Regions from separate parts of the Sus scrofa genome. Here region 1 is linked to region 2. A link is a contact called in public Hi-C data. All regions are on one chromosome and are shown on one strand. The core of a region is the stretch at or near the end of the contact, and the rest is flanking DNA. Distances in the headings are between cores, read along the strand shown.

Evidence for each region. A called contact is a pair of places that touch in the nucleus more often than the background predicts.
Region 1: a contact with region 2 is called in a Hi-C map of liver, with 3 times the contacts expected there. The contact joins the promoter of COQ4 here to the promoter of NAIF1 in region 2. A contact is called at or near these places in 1 of 47 Hi-C or Micro-C datasets (liver) and 1 of 2 datasets of contacts at active chromatin or transcription factors (alveolar macrophages).

The regions. Positions count from the first base shown.
Region 1 is chr1:268,753,221-268,758,046 of Sscrofa11.1, forward strand. COQ4 (ubiquinone biosynthesis protein COQ4 homolog, mitochondrial) reads left to right here and starts at 3,470. Exons shown (of 7, transcript XM_001928334.4): 1 at 3,470-3,822; 2 at 3,899-4,030. The coding sequence starts at 3,753. It overlaps TRUB2 (probable tRNA pseudouridine synthase 2), which reads right to left and starts at 4,551. Exons shown (of 9, transcript XM_021069594.1): 1 at 4,088-4,551; 2 at 3,186-3,504; 3 at 2,680-2,811; 4 at 178-252. The coding sequence starts at 3,348.
Region 2 is chr1:268,527,961-268,533,533 of Sscrofa11.1, forward strand. It overlaps NAIF1 (nuclear apoptosis-inducing factor 1), which reads right to left and starts at 3,568. Exons shown (of 5, transcript XM_003480616.4): 1 at 2,246-3,568; 2 at 2,094-2,243. The coding sequence starts at 2,603. It overlaps SLC25A25 (solute carrier family 25 member 25), which reads left to right and starts at 3,792. Exons shown (of 11, transcript NM_001164510.1): 1 at 3,792-3,913; 2 at 3,916-4,045. The coding sequence starts at 3,792.

The DNA of each region.
Region 1 (4,826 bases), core at 2,220-4,719, 230 kb after region 2:
GCGATTACGACTTCCCCCTTTCCAACAGCCACCTCCCCAGAGGATCAGACTTGGCAGGAACCAGAAGGCAGTGGTGGGAGATGGCTGTCAGGTTACAAGAGGGTTGGGCTCCTGGTGGCTCCCCAATCCCTCTCCCAAGCCTCTATCACTGCACCCCAGGCTCAGCACACCACCTACCCAGCACCCCAGACGCCTGGGCATCCAGTCGGTGTCCCACGCCAACCTTCAGGCTGGTGAATGCTGGTCCACGTACTGGAAGGAAAACAAACAGGATCCTCTTGTTCAGCAAGTCCAGCCTCCAGGATGGGTCTGGGCTACGTGGCGCCTCACTCCTAGCGTGTAGCCTCATGGAGCCCAAACCAGGGTCAGGCTGAACTTTCGGACTTCCCCACCATGGAATCTGGAGCCCCAAGCTGTTTCCTCAGTTTCCTGGGCCCAGAAAAAGGCAACCCAAGAGGCCTGTTACTCTCTGCCTTCGCCACTCCCCCCAGTGAGAGGCTCTGAGTGGACTGAGTAAGACACCTGAATCAAGCCTGTGGGGTTCCCCACCCAGCTCCTGCAGGAAGGGGGCCTGACCACCATCCCAAGGAGATAATGGAGGCTGTGAGCCCCTTTGGGCAGGGCCTGGGTCTCTGTATTCACAGTTCTGATTCCCTGACCCAGAATTCACTGACAGCTTGGGAAATAACTGTTGAAAGAATGAATGGCCACCGATCATATGATTATGTTAAGTACATAATACTTTTTTGTATCAATTTTATCTCAATAAAGCTGTAAGAAAAAAAAAAAGAATGAATGCAGGAAAGAGCTAGAAGGTTTTATACTTTGGTAGATCAAGCTGAAGTAAGGAGGAGTTCCCGGTCGTGGCGCAGTGGAAACAAATCCAACTAGGCAGGTTCAGTCCCTGGCCTTGTTCAGTGGGTCAAGGATCTGGCACTGCTGAGAGCTGTGGTGTAGGTGGCAGACATGGAGCAGATCCTGTGTTGCTGTGTCTGTGGCATAGGCCGGCAGCTGTGGCTCTGATTAGACCCCTAGCCTGGGAACCTCCACATCCTGTGAGTGTGGCCCTAAAAAAAAGCAAAAAAAAAAAAAAAAAAGGAAGTGAGAAGAAGGGGTGCTTAAGAACCTACCAAGCTACCAAGGGAGTTCTCGTTGTGGCGAAGCAGAAACAAATCTGACTAGGAGCCATGAGGTTGCAGGTTCAATCCCTGGCCTCACTCAGTGGGTTAAGGATCAGGCGTTGCCGTGAGCTGTAGTGTAGGCTGCAAATGCAGCTGGGGATCCTGTTGCTATGGCTGAGGTGTAGGCCGGCAGCTGTAGCTCCAATTAGACCCCTAGCCTGGGAACGTCCATATGCTGCAAGTGTAGCCCTAAAAAGCAAAGGGGGAAAAAAAAAAAAAAAAAAAAAAGGAGCCTACCAAATCCAGGGTACATGACATAATGTCAACACAGAGCCCAGAGTTCCCTCATGGCTCAGTGGGTTAAGGATCTGGTGTTGTCACTGCTGTGGCTCCAGTTATAGCTGTGGTGCGGGTTTGACCCCTGCCCTGGGAACTTCCACATGCCTGGGGCATGGCCAAAACAAACAAGCAAGCAAGCAAAAAATTCCCATGGAGCCTCAGTTTTCTCATTTGTGCAACGGGACTAGACCCCATCTCCTAGGATTCAGTAAGGCAGTAGTTGGGAAAAGCTTAACACAGTATAATACAAAATAAGTCCTCGACCCATCATACTTATTGTTATTATACTGTGGAGTGACTATATTTCTGTCCAAGGGTCCTAGAGGTCCCTGGTCAAGTTCCTTAGCCTTCCCAATGCATGCCTGAATCACACCTAGTGGAGCGGGGGGGGGGTTCATTTTCAGAACTAGTTCTACTGTTGGGCAGCTATATTGACTAAAATGTCACTCTTTCACAGGAGCCCAAAACGCCCTGCACAGGAGTTCTACCTGAGGGCCTCGATCCCTACCTGGAGTCCCAGGATAACAAAGGGGCCAGCAAGCTACAGTCCACAGGTCACATCCCCAGTCCTGGGGTTTTCACGGCCTACCATTTAAACCGGTTTTTACATTTTTCAATGATTCAAAACAAACAAACAAACAAACAAAAAACCAAGAAGGGAGTCCCCCTGTGGCTCAATGCTGACAAAACTGACTAGCATCCATGTGGATGTGGGTTCAATCCCTGACTCTGCTCAGTGGATTAAGGGATCCGGAGTTGCTGTAAGCTGTGATGTAGGTCACAGACACAGCTCAGATCTGGCATTGCTGGGGCTATGGCATAGGCGGGCAGCTGAAGCTCCAATTCACCCCCTAGTCTGGGAGCTTCCAGATGCTGCAGGTGTGGCTCTAAAAAGCAGGAAAAAAAAAAATTTAATTAAAAAGAAAATGTCTGTGTCCATAAGTAAAGCTTTATTTGGAATACACTCAGGCTCGCTGCTTTACATACTATCTATAGCTACTTCTGCACTACAATGGCAGAGGTGAACCTGCAAAGCCTAAAATATTGACTATCTGGCCCTTTTTAGGAAACTTTGCCAATCTCTGGTCAAATACTTCATCCCCACTGCCACCCTACACTGGTTCGGGACAGTAAGAGTCTGAGCACTGGCTAGGACACTGATTCTGAGCAGGGATTTCCTGGGAAGTGACACCCAGGCCCCTTCCTAAATGTGCTTTACCCAGAGGATGGTTGATGAGGGAGGGCACAGTGGTGGCTGTGAGGGTCAGCTCCTTCTCTTCACTGCCTTCCACCGGACCCAGCAGGAAGCGAACACGCTGTTCAGGAGCAGGAGGCTTCCCAGCATTGAGACCTGAGCACACACATGTAAATAGCATCTCATCAATTCCGTGTGGACACCCAGGGGTGGGCGGGACAGGAAAACACGGGGATGCATAAGACAGTTCCAAGTCCACGGGTGCAGAGATCAGTAGCAATTAGGAACAAGAATTGGAGTCAAATATTGACTCTACTACTTATGACAACTAAAAATAGAGTCTGTTTACCCATCTGAACACCGGGGAAAGAGAGGAACAACAAACAGAGTGCATACGACAGACGATCAGGAAAAGGCAGCCGCCCAGGCGACGAGGTCACATGACTGACTTTACCCGCAAGGATCAGAAGCGGAAATAGACTCCGAGGGAAATGGGAAGGGGATCGTTAAGACTGGCTCGATGCACTCACCTTTCAAAAGCTGCAGCTCCACCGTATCCCGTAGATGCTTCCATTTTAGCCCCGGGGGCTTGTAGGCGGCAAAGAGCCCATGCAGCCGCGCCAGGCCGGCTGACCCCATCCCGGAGCCCGCGTCTGGGGCTCGCAGGACAGCGGCACCCGGCGGAAATGCCATATGGTCCCTCCCCAAATAGAGTCCTTCCAGAGGACGCTGCCATGTTTCGCAGCCGGAAGAGGTTCTCGTCTTTCTGTCCTCGGGGAAAACGTGCTGCGGTGAACAAAGTACGGTCCGACACTGAACCCCAAAGCCAGGCGGGCTTCCTTAGAGACACTTTGGGGGGCAAGGTGAAATGGGGAGAATTTTATATCCTTGGAATTAGATTGCCTGGGTTTCTTCATACTTAGAGATAGAGACCTTTCCTGTCCGTGCTCTTTCCCCCCTCCCGCAAAAAAAAACCCTACTCCGCGCCGTAGGAATCGAGCCCTTTTGACTTCTCCGGCGCGCCGTCGTCGGGGAAGTCTGGGGCATTGGCCTTGCCCTTCCCATCCTCCCGCGGACGTCCGACTGTACCCGCTGCCATGGCGACGCTGCTGCGCGGGGCCCTGCGCCCCCTCCGCGCCTTCCAAGGCCGCGGGCAGCCGGCTGCAGGCAAGTGGCGGGGGCTGGTCGGCGTGCTGGCGTCCCCCGGCTCTTTTGACCGCGCGGCCTTTTTCTTGCCTCGCAGATGTGCCCCTTCGTGCCACGAGCCATGGCACCGGCCTCCTCTACCCCGAACACATCCCCACTTCCCTGCTGCAGAAGGCGCTGTTGGCCGCGGGCTCTGCCGTAATGGCCCTCTACGACCCTTATCGCCACGGTAAGGCTGCCCGCGCCTGGCGTTCTCTTGGGAGGGCGGGGGAGGGGGGAGGCTCACCCTTGCCTTGGAAGTCCCGGGGAGGTCCCTGCCACTGTCAAAACCTCCGTTTCCTTTGGGTAACTGGAAACAAGACAAGGCCAGGGTACCCAGACCAAGCTGCACCTCACAGTCACTTGCAGTATTCATAAAATGCGGATGCCTGGATCCCACCCTAAAACTTACTCAATTCGAATCTTGTGGGAGTGGGGAAGGGAGGCAGGAAGGGGCGTGGAATCTGAGCCTCTGCCTTTTTAAACTGCTTCCCGGGAGATTCTGTCATCCAGCCACACTGAGGATCTCTGGGCTAGATGATTTATGCCCGTAAAAGTATAACGTCCCTTTAGAAATTAAACTTTATGAGGTCGGGAACCATAACTACCCTGCTCCACTGGAGTGGTAGCATTTTGGATAGGGCACGGGACATAATAAATGCTCCGTAAGTGCTTGCTAGACATTTGACTAGAACATTCTTGGATCCTACACTGCCTTTCTCATCCCCTCCAGGATTTCTAAGTCTGGAAAATTCTGTTACTCCTGCTAGTAAAAACAATAATGCTGGGAGTTCCCGTTGTGTCTCAGCGGTTAACGGCGGTAACGAATCTGACTAGGATCCATGAGGACGCAGGTTCGATCCCTGACCTTGCTCAGTGGGTTAAGGATCCCGCATTGCTGTGAGCTGTGGTGTAGGCCAGCAGCTGTGGCTCCAATTCAGCCCCTAGCCTGGGACCCTCCATATGCTGTGGGTATGGCCCTAAAA
Region 2 (5,573 bases), core at 2,318-4,817:
TTTTTTGGGGGGGGTCTTTTTATAGGGAGGCATATGAAAGTTTGCAGGCTGAAGGTCAAATCAGAGCTGCCAGCTTACACCACAGCCACAGCAACGCCAAATCCAAGCCACATCTGCAATCTCTGCAGAGACTTGCAGCAACGAGGGATCCTTGACCCACTGAGTGAGGCCAGGGATCGAACCCACATCCTCATGGATACTGGTCAAGTTCTTAACCCACTGAGCCACAATGGGAACTCCGTAGAATCTTAATCCACTTAATAACCAAAGGACCAGTCCCAGATCTGGCAAAAGCAGACATACTAATGCTAGGACTTGCAAAAAACAAACAAAAAAAAAACCCAAACACGTAGAGGACCTCCCATGTGCCAGGCATTGTGCTAACCCTTTGCATTCATTAGCTCCATGAATCCCCATAATGACACCAAGAGGAAGGTAGTGTCACCTGCATTCTCAAAGAGGAGGAGTTAGACGGAAACACGGAGGGACTCGCCTAAGGTCACACAGCTCATTCAGCAGGTCCAGGCAGCAAAGCCAGGTCTCCCCAGTACCAGAGGCCAATGTGCTCATAATCACCCACCGGGCTGCTTCTGGCTAATGAAGGAAAGGTCACATGCCCCCGAAGTGCCAGCACACGGCAGGCATCCTGGTGGGACCCTCGATGGTAGCGGTTTGCAGCCACACTGGTCTCACCACCCTCGGTGCTTTCTTGACTTCCATGTCTCTTACGGCCAAGGCGAAAGGAAGCAGGAGTGGGAAGCCAGCAGCTAAAGCACCCAAGAAAGGCCTCCTGGCTCCTTAATCACCTTGGCCAATGGAATACCTAAAGGGCCTTCCGTTCCACAACAGCAACTGATCTAGACCAGTGCGCACTCCCCTTTTCCACCTCAACGTCCTTGAGAATACGACACTGGGGGCAGATGGCACACATACAGCCAGTTCCCTCAAGCCCCACTGAGAATCACTGACCAATGCAGTTCCCAGCCCATCACAAAGAGCAGTAAACAGTCATCCATGCAAACTGAACGAAAAAGTCCAACCAACCAATTTCGTTGTGCTTCGTAGGCTTGAAGGCATTCTAGCTGGGCTGTTTGGGCCTTCAAGCCTGTAGGAAGGAGTTCCCATCGTGGCTCAGTAGGTTAACGAGTCCGACTAGGAACCATGAGTTTGTGGGTTCGATCCTGGCCTTGCTCAGTGGGTGAAGGATCCGGCATTGCCGTGAGCTGTGGTGTAGGTTGCAGATGCGCTTCAGATCCCGTGTTGCTGTGGCTCTGGCATAGGCCAGCGGCTACAGCTCCAACTCAACTCCTAGCCTGGGAACCTCCATATGCCACGGGAGCGGCCCAAAAAATGGCAAAGAGACAAAAAAAAAAAAAAAAAGCCTGTAGGAAAAGGTGAGTCTTCTCCACCCCTTTTTTAATGCCAACATCTACTGTGTGCTTCCACCCCCACCAAGAAGCCCCCTTTCTCTTCTGAGCTCTTAGGGCCTCCCAACTGACAGTGCCATTATCGACATATGTGTCTTATCTGACCTACTAGAATATAACTGGCCCATCTCTTAGACACCTTGGTAATCCCAGCGCCGAGCACAGGGTCTGGCACAGAATCGCGCTAAGGTTTGAGGCGTGACCAGAGGAGCAGAATAACACCAGGAACCATGAGGCTCCTCAGCAGTGCCTGATGGATGCTCACCACCCTGGAAACTGGAATGTCTTTGTCCAGAATCGATGTCCATCCACCTATTGGTTCAACAAATGTGTCCTGCCTGCCCACGGTGTGCCAGGCCCTGTGATAAGTCCTGTGAGGATACAAACAGGGTCTCTGTCTTCAAGGACCACATAGTTCAGTCATGGACACGAATGGTGGCCACACAGTGGAGAGCAAGCCAGCCTGTCAGAAGTCCAGACTGCATGCTGAGGAAGTCCAGAAAAAACAAGATCGTTTCTGCTTGCGGAGCTCTTAGAAGGCCTCGTGGTCTTCCAAGGCTCCCATCTGACCTTTGACCCTTGGCAGCCAACCTTCCCTGGGCTGCCCCAGCTCTTGCTGGCCCTTCCCATTTAGGCTCGCCAGACTGGGCGGGAGAGGTCACTCACTCTGTGTCAGGGTGACTGTGGCTGCGGCTGCAGTGGCTGTGGGTCCAAGGGCCACGGGGTGGATCTCTGTGGTACTGGGCAGGCTGATGATGGTGGCCTCGCCCAGGAGGTTGCAGATGCGTTGTTGCATGGGGGTGAGCAGTACGGGGCTACAGCTGGGCCACCACCGCCACTGCCACCACCTGTCCCAGGCCCACCGGCTCCGTCGTCCTCAGTGGGCCCTGGGGCCTCACCACCCTCCACAGCCGCCCGGACCTGGGCAACCTTGCGACGGACCTCGGTCTTGAGATCAGACCACTTTTTCTTGACCTCGGGCAGCTCCCTGCGGCAGGTGGCCACGGCATTGACCCTTCTCAGGATGCCATGCCACGCTGCGCTCTTGGCAGCCAGAGGGACCCCGGCGTTGAAGTGGTTCACCAGCAGGTGCTTCTTCAATTCCAACTCCTCCACGATGATCTCCACCTCTCGCTCAGAGAAGTTCATCTTCCTCTTCTTGGCTGGGACAGCCATGGCCTCTCCCCACCCCGCCTTTTAAATAAATTATAATCCCCTACCCGCCCAAATTCCCCTTCTCTTCTCCCTTAGCCTCGCTCCTCACCCACCCCCTCCTACAGAGGATAGGCTGGGCTTGTCCAAGGCCAAGCACCAGGCCTTTGGTAACCCCCCTCGTTACGCAAACTGCGTAGGGCCCAGCTCCGACTCGCTCAGCCGCTGCCAGCCAGCTGCGTAATGGCTTCCTGAATCTGCCTCTTCCGCCGGGATGTGCGGAGATCCGCCCACTTCCCCTCTTCCCGCCTCCCAGAGCTTCTCCAGGGGACCCACCCTCCCGGTTGGCCGAGGCTCACAGATTACGTCGCTCACTGGTTCTTTCCATCTGTCATTCAACCAAGGGCCCGCCTATTTACTGAAATTGGCCTGATGATTGGTCTAAAGGCGTGTCTGTCGCTACGGAGCGCGCCACCCAACCTAGCCTTAATTCATTTCCATTGGAAAATAGTCATGTCGTTCAATCATCAGTTTTACGAGTTTTGCGCCGTTAAATTCAGCTCTTTTATTTGTGGTTTAGGGAGTTAGATTACCAAAACTCGGCCTCCTGAGGATCTCTAGTGCTTGCGGCCTGAGATGTTGGCCAATTAATTTTTAATTCCATCCAGGTGCGCAAATTCTGCCTTGCAAGCGCATCTCACAGTTGCTCCTCACGTAAATCCTACTTCTCACCGGATATTACAATCTCTACGAATAGGACAGCTCCTCCAATCTTTACGATTCCTTCATCTAAACCACGTTTCTCAATGGAAATATGACACGGGGCCTTCTGCCTGCCAATCACAAGACTTGTGCCTATCACAGCGTGACTTCCTCTCTCGGCCGGACCCAGCCAATCCCCACCTCCCTCAGTTTGAATCGGCCCCTGGCTGAGCAGAGATCGCCCGCCCTCTCCATTGATCTGGGTAAGTCCAGGGCCGCGTGGGCAGTTCTTGGGGAGGCTCCGCCTCTCTAGGTGGCCGTCCGGTCTATGAGTGGCGGGCGTCGTGCCTAGGGGCGTGACCATCCAGGCGGCAAGAGGCGGGGCCGGGCTCCCGGAAGCCGCCCATCCGGCCAGCTTGCCGGCATCCCTGAGCCCGCGCTCAGTGTCTGGGGACACCCGCGTATCTTTCGTGCTCTCCCCGCCGGCCCGTTGCCCTTGCCTCGCGCCCGATGGTGAGCAGTGTGTTGTGCCGCTGCGTGGCTTCCCCGCCGCCGGACGCCGCCGCCACCGCCTCTTCGTCCGCCTCGTCGCCGGCGTCTGTAGACCCGTGCGGCGGCGCCGTCTGCGGGGGCCGGACCACCAGCTGCGCCTGTGGAGCCTCTTCCAGACTCTCGACGTCAACCGCGACGGCGGCTTGTGTGTCAACGACTTAGCAGTGGGGCTTCGGCGCCTGGGACTGCACCGCACTGAGGGCGAGCTCCAGGTAGGCAATGAGCTCTGTCCGCGTGGGCGGGGAGGGGACTCCCTTCGTTCCCCAGCACCTTCGGGAGGTCCAGGTGACAGGTCTGGTCTGCACCATCGCCTTCTTGGGCAATCCCTTGGAGCTTGGTTGTCTTGGTGGATGACCTCTCGGGTGGGCTGGGACCCCCTGGTGACAGATGGCACCCCATTTTCTGGTGGGAGTGGAGCTCCTTCTTGACCTCTGTGGGCTCTTGGGCCAGGAGGAAAGGCTCTCCTGGCTACAGGTGGGCACTCTCTGGACATTCTGATGGTAGAAAAGCCCCTTTCTGGTCGGGCTTTCCCCAAAGTAGAAGGTCAAATCTCAAAAGTTTGCCTTATGTCACCTTCTGACCTCAAGAGTAAGCTTTGATGCTCCCCTCTACCCTTCATTAATGGTTTCATCCATCCTCCTCCAGGGACACCCCTCACTCGCCTCTCCCGCTCCCTTCCATGCCGCCTGTGGGCCCTGATCTGGTTCCTCTCAGAAGCATGTGGAAGTTAGAAAAAAAAAAAGAAACTGGGGTTTCTGATGAATCTGGGGGTGTTGAGAACTGATGATTCTCAGGAGTTAGAGCCATCCCGTGGACACGCTGATTCAGAAGATGGAATTGTGATCTCTTACAGGGTTGCAGATTAGAATGAAAGAATTAGGGGGAAATCCTTCCTAAAAGTGAAAGTGTGACCCACCCAGGAGGGGGTATTGTTACTCTTGTCCTCCAATAGGCTCCCAGCCAAGGAGGAAGGGCAGACAAGAAGTGCTGTCCTTTCAGTATTAAAAACCTCAAGCAGAGGCTGTTTCTCTCCCTTCTGTCTCTCATGGTATGTTTCTCCATCTGACTTTGTAGCTGTGGCTGTCCTTTTCCACATGGTTCATCTATTATGGCTTAGCCCGATTTATAAACCTGGAGGAAAACTAATGAGCCCTTTACCTAGTAACCTGTTTCTCTTCGAAGTTTGTTCCTTTGGTCTGTTTATACACAGCGCAATTAGAGAATCTCTCAGAGCTAAGAGTGGGGAAACATCTGGTCCAATCCCTGTGAATTCAACCAATTTATGGACTGGGTAGTTTAACGTGAAGTGTTTTAAACTCATGTCCAAAATATCTTGGCTCAACATCCAAGATGTATAACCTACTCAGGATCAGCCTAGGAGACCAAGGGTAACCCTGTGCAAGAGAGAATCACTGGGTTAAGTCCGGGAGCAGAGAGACAAGTTTAAAAAAAAAAAAACAGAAAAAATCTTCGAACACAAGTTTTATGCAGAATGTTGTTGTGAGCTGGATATTTTCCAATCCATAACTGATGAGTAAGTCACTTGGAAAGACAGGATGGCTAAACTCAGAGGGCCTGTGCCTTTTGGCTGAGGGAGGTGTGTGCCTGTGCCTGGGTGACCCTTACTGCTTTCATGAATGTGGCCACCTGGTGTTTGCCACCTTGCCACCGGGCACATCTGTGCATCTGGCTTCAGGAGTGTATACACCATGCTTTGTGCCTCATCTGGTGTTCCAGTGT